Regions from separate parts of the Rattus norvegicus genome. Here region 2 is linked to region 1. A link is a contact called in public Hi-C data. All regions are on one chromosome and are shown on one strand. Each heading gives the region's core, a stretch centred on a gene start, on an enhancer-like site or on the middle of the called end of the contact. The rest is flanking DNA. Distances are from core to core; before and after follow the strand shown. Region 1 holds the start of Bhlhe22 (basic helix-loop-helix family, member e22). Region 2 has its middle 77 kb from the start of Armc1.

Region 1 (2,698 bases), core at 71-2,570:
GGCGCCTAGCGCTGGGTGCAGGGCAGCGGCCGCCGCGGCGGCGGCCGCCGAACTGGGTAGAGAGGCTGCCGAGATGGCCTGGCCTTGGTTGAGGTAGGCGACTAGGCGCCGCATTTCCTCCAGGGCCTGTGCCTGCATGAGGATGTAGTTCTTGGCGAGGAGCAGCGTGGCGATTTTGGAGAGCTTCCGCACCGAAGGGCTGTGCGCGTAAGGGATGACCGCGCGCAGCTCATCTAGAGCGTCGTTCAGGTCGTGCATCCTCCGGCGCTCGCGGGCGTTGATGTTGAGGCGCAGCGCCTTCTGCTCTTTGGATTTCTTGCTGCTGCCGCCGCCGCCGTTGCCGCCGCTGCCACTTGTGGGCCCCCCCGGGGGGAGGCCCGAGCCACCGTGCAAGTGGGCGTTGGAGCAGCCCTCCGCCACCTTGGCACCGCCGCTCCCCGCTCCTGGCGATGCCCGTGGGTCGGGGCCCCCGGCTCGCAGCACCAGCTCGCAGCGGCCGTCGCTGTCGTCGTCGGGGCTCTGCTCCCCGCCGCTACTCTCGGCCACGGAGCCGCGGCCCGCGCTCTCGCCGTACTTGAGGCACAGGGCAGCCCCCGCCGGCAGGCTGCTCAGGCTCGGCTCGCCCCCCACGCCCGCTGAGCCCACGAGTAGCCCGGGGACACTCACCCCGCCGCCGCTCGCACCGCCGCCTCCTCCGGGCGGAGGCAACAGCAGCCCGGCCCCTTCGGGGTCAGCAGGCTCGAAGCAGCCGAGGGGCGACGAGGACGACGCCGGGCGTTCGCGAGTTGGCGGCGCCAGGGACAGGTCCATGCCCGGGGGCGTGGAGCGAAAAGCCGCCTCCAGGCGTTTGGCGGCGGAGGCGCCCAGGCTCTTGTGCAGGAAGAGGTCGTCTTCGCTGGCGGCCGCCGCACCAAGGTGCAAACCGCGCTCCATCGTCCCGGCCAGCCGCCGCCTGGGCTCGGGAGTCAGGCGGCTGCACAGACGCGCGCCGGCCGGGCTCCGGAGCTGCTGCGTGCGTCGGTCCCCGCACTGCCCGCAGCCCTGTCCCCTTCTTTTTCTTTTTCGCCTTCCCCCGCGCTCGCCGCCTCCTCTTCTTCTTCTTCTTCGTTTCCAGCCGACGGTGCTGGCTGCTAAGGCTCACCATGGGCCGCGGCCCCTCATGGTGGGAGGCTGGTCGCGGAGGGAGTGGAGCTGCCGCCGCTGCCGCCTCTGAGTCCAACCCCGCGCCTCCTCTCTGCACCGTTTATCTTGCTTGGATTCACCTTCAAGAGATTTCCGGACCCATCAACCAGCCACCGCCACAGACGGGGGAGTCTTTTACATCATTATCTCTGAGTAGGTTATTATGAAGAAGACTCGCCTGTTGGGACAGCGCTTTCTACCCAATCAGGTTAACGTTTTAATTAATAGGATTAAAACGGTAACAAACAATCGCAGGCGCTATCTGGCCGCTAGTCTGAATAGTTTCATTCCCCAGGTCTGAAGACAGGCAGCAGCCAGAGCTTTATAAAAGGCGCCTGCTCCATTATTCTGCCTGCCATCTGTATACACAGCTTAGCGCATATGTTTGCAAGGCGCTGGGTCCTGTTAGTAACCCAACAACTGCCTTTAGCTTGACATGTGTGGCGACTTTCACTCATCAATGAGCACACTAAAAGCCCTACTTAGAGCCGAGGATGTTCTTTGCTCCTTCAGCAAATTGTATATCCGCGGTAAAGGCTCAGAGTCCAGTGGAAAGCAGACTCCCCCCTTCCGCCCCCACTGCGCAACCCCCCACCCCGCCCAATACACACACACACACACACACACACACACACACACACACATACACACACACACTACCCTTCACTGGGCCACTACTGTCTCAGCTTGAGTAGTTACTCTCACAGGAGAGAATTATATTTCTCCCTGTTAATAGCATGTCTGCATTTAGAGATGGAACCTGGGGGCTGGGGGTAGGGGTGAGTTCCTTGCTGTCCTGCCTCGAATTTACCCGAGATTTTCAGCCAGTAGTCAGCAAAGCAAGAGCGAACCCAGATTTTTCTCCGTGCCACGTTCCTCACAGCCCTCCACTGCCCATTTCCTATAGATGAGAAAATTTAAACCATTTAAAAAGCACTAAAATGATGACCAAGTAGCTTACATAGACCGTTCGATTTAAAACTCGAAGGGGCGGCAGAGTGGGGGAGGCCTTTGCAGAGTCCCCCACGCTGTGGTGAGAGATCGAGTTTGTGGCGAGAGAAGCGCACTGCTACATGGACAGAAGGAAAAAACAAAAAACAAAAAACAAAAAACAAAAAACTACTCTCAAACTTTCCTCAAGATTAAATCCAGTTGCTTCGCAAGAGGGAACATCGAGAGTCGAATCTTCTCACACACCAAGTGGGGGCATTCGTGCATGTAGCTGCTCTGAAGCCGCTTGGGGACATCTGGATCCATCTGGGCTGTTCCTGGAGGTTCAGGGCAGAATTATGGAAACAAGTGCTCTCCGGGTGGAGACAGTACACACGCGGTCCTCGTTCTTCTGAGTCCAGTCTCTTGAAGCACATGGTATTTAGTGGCTAGTTTTCATCTTTATAAGTAAAAACAATATTCCCCAACATATCCAATAAGTCTCTTATCTGGCAGAATTACTAAAGGCTGTGCAGTTTGGGGTTTCTCTGGTTTCATTAAAAACCTTTTAATTGTGGCTTTCAGA
Region 2 (2,698 bases), core at 107-2,606, 1.1 Mb before region 1:
CATGAGAAAGGAATGAAGGATACATTCAGTAACAAACTCAGTAACAAAGTTTCACAAGGAAACAAATTACTTCACTGACCTCAACTGACCCAGAATAGCACTCAAAACCACAAATGTGTTATCAATCTATACCCACATGTTGCTTCCAATATTTCTGCTATATTTGTTTTGTTTAAGGATTTTTACAACCTGGTGGCTGCATTAAGCAAATAAGTACCAGAGTGTGCATGTGATGGTAGGAGGACTCCCACAATTTGTCCTTGCACACACACACACACACACACACACACACACACTCGCACGCACACACACACACACACATTCTGGGTCAGGGGCATGGACATAAATTAATATTAAAGCTATGCAATTAGGATAGGTTGTAAAAGGTGATTGCATGGGAAATCCAAGGCATGGTAGGATTGGCTATGTTGTTTCCTCAATGGCAGGTTAAAATTAAACAGGCTGAGTGCACAGTAGGGTAGCAGGTTGAGTACATGGTCTGAAATGGACTCAAGGCATTTTATTAACTTGGCTGCAAAATTTGTAAAAGTTCATTCTCTTCGAAGGTAAGACATTTTTAGAAAAATGTATCTCTATACAATTCCTGCTTTTTGAGTGCTGGGATTACAGAGGTCTACTGTGAAAACCAGCAACTTCTTTAGTTCTTGATAAAATAAATAATGAACTTTAGTTACTGTGTGAAGACTGAAAACTTGCCTTTTCGTGTATTTGTATTTTGGTGACCACTTGTTGGATGTTTCACTGAAATGGAAGGTAGTGAGCTGGGCCCTAGCAAGTAGGTACCATATAAATGGCCTTTTTTACAGGTCTCATTTCCTCTGTTGGAGCTGGGGCACCAGGCAGAAAGATGGATAACATTCAGAGAAGCAGTGATGGAAAAGTACCCTCTGTGATCCTGGGAGGACCGAGAAAGTCAGAGACGAGCACTGATCCACATTTCACAGGAAGTGTCTTTCTGGCTTGGCCAGCTTACCTCTGTACATGACAGCATTTCAGCATGACAGCATGGGTTGTTACTAGGACTTTTCCAACATGACAGACATTAAGAGCTTCTGAGAGTCTAGGGCAAGGAAGGACCAGAGCAAATGCACACTTGGGTGCATTCCCCTGCCTCCATGCCATTCACCCTTTGTCTGACGGGCTAGGCTTCATCTAGGGTTTCCTTTCTTTGTTCTTTACAGGTAGAGGAAAGAAAGGCTTTGGAATGTGTGAGTAGCATCAGAGTTTATCAGTTCCCTTGCCTTTTGCTTCTGTGAGCCACTCGTCAAAGACAGGGTGACCTTCCCAATCAATTTGTTACTAAATCCAGAGACTGAGTAGCCTTCAAACCAGCTATAAGAGGTCAAAGAGCAGAATGAGTAGGTTTTACTTGCTGACATGCTGGAAACATCAACGACTGTTAATAATTCTCACTGTGTTTTCCTAAGTGCATGTGTACTTTGATTTGTGTTACAATTCAGGCATCAGTCTCTCTTCTTAAAAAATCTCACTGCTTTAACAGCATAGGCCTATGAACAGAGGAATTTATTCATCATGTATACACTAGGTTATAAATTAGTCCTTTTTTATGGTCAGACCTCACCTAAGGAGGTAGCATCCAGAAAACCTCTAGATGAAGTGTAGAGACCAGGACTGGCTTCTGGCTCTGGGGCTGTGGCCGCTATTTCATAAAGTGAGGACAAGCTTCCTCTGGTTGCTTTCAGTTTGACATACTGTTTTGCAGGTAACAAATAGAGGTTTGGATGTTTACTAAGAACAAGTGCATGAGCTGTGGTGGAGCTCAGTGGTAAATTGTGTGCTACTAAGCACACAAGTACGTGTAAGGTCCTGGGTTCGATTCCCAGCAGTACCACTACTAACATAAAACGGTCTCTAAAAGGTTACATGTTAAAAGAGTGGACCCCAGGGGTGGAGTGGTGGTGGGTAGCCAGCCATGGGGAGGGGCTGTGGAAAAGCACTCGCTTCTAAATCCTTTCTTTATTTGCTTCCCAGATGACATAAACAGTTTGCTTTACCAAGTGTTCCCGAAGTGATGTATTGCTGTTGTTGGGGGCAATTTGATTTTGGTTGGGAACATCACTTTATTAGTGAATTGCCTCAGGTGTTTTATTGTAGACAGAAAGCTGAGTAATGCATTGTTTGATTATTTCCCCCTGATAGCTAGTGCTTGCAGACTGTATGAAGGCTGAGAAGCAGAAGCTGCCTGACACCCCCCTTGCCTCTAGGGTTGCTTATACCACAGGCTTCAGCTTCGCTCTGCTTCTTTGTTCTGTTTGGAGCAAGTTTCCATCTTGTTCTTCTGCTCAAATCTAGTGTAGTGTTGTCTGTGGAGACACTTACCAGAAATCTGCATGGCTAAATGGATCTTCAGCTTTACCGTATCATTTCTTACTCTTTTCATGATGTATGGTAGGTATTCTTATTCAATTTTATTTTAGTTATTAAGGTATCTGAGGTTTATGTTAAAAAGAATAACCAATTTGTTTACTTTCATGTAGATGAGATATTAATTTTTTTCCAACTGGCAGTAAGGAAAGGCTAGAGTTTCAGATAAAGTATAAGACATTCATTAGAAATTTAAATTTTAGGTAAATAACACAAGGATATTATTCATATAAACACATTCAATTGTTGTTTATCTGAAATTTTAATTTAACCAGGAGTCTTTCGTCTCTCA

The links. A called contact is a pair of places that touch in the nucleus more often than the background predicts.
Region 2: a contact with region 1 is called in a Hi-C map of liver, with 6 times the contacts expected there. The contact joins the enhancer-like site here to the promoter of Bhlhe22 in region 1. A contact is called at or near these places in 12 of 12 Hi-C or Micro-C datasets (the A7r5 cell line, the Rat2 cell line, Schwann cells and 7 more) and 1 of 1 datasets of contacts at active chromatin or transcription factors (oligodendrocytes).

What each region holds. Positions count from the first base shown.
Region 1 is chr2:102,401,244-102,403,941 of GRCr8, reverse strand. It overlaps Bhlhe22 (basic helix-loop-helix family, member e22), which reads right to left and starts at 1,320. Exons shown (of 1, transcript NM_001108940.2): 1 at 1-1,320. The coding sequence starts at 933.
Region 2 is chr2:103,490,004-103,492,701 of GRCr8, reverse strand. No RefSeq gene overlaps it. Among named protein-coding and RNA genes, the nearest start is that of Armc1, 77 kb to the left of the region's middle. Within about 2 kb of position 1,356, at least 2 of the 93 cell types and tissues checked have an H3K27ac peak or open chromatin away from gene starts, as enhancers often do. A contact at or near this core is called in kidney and liver, where this site is marked.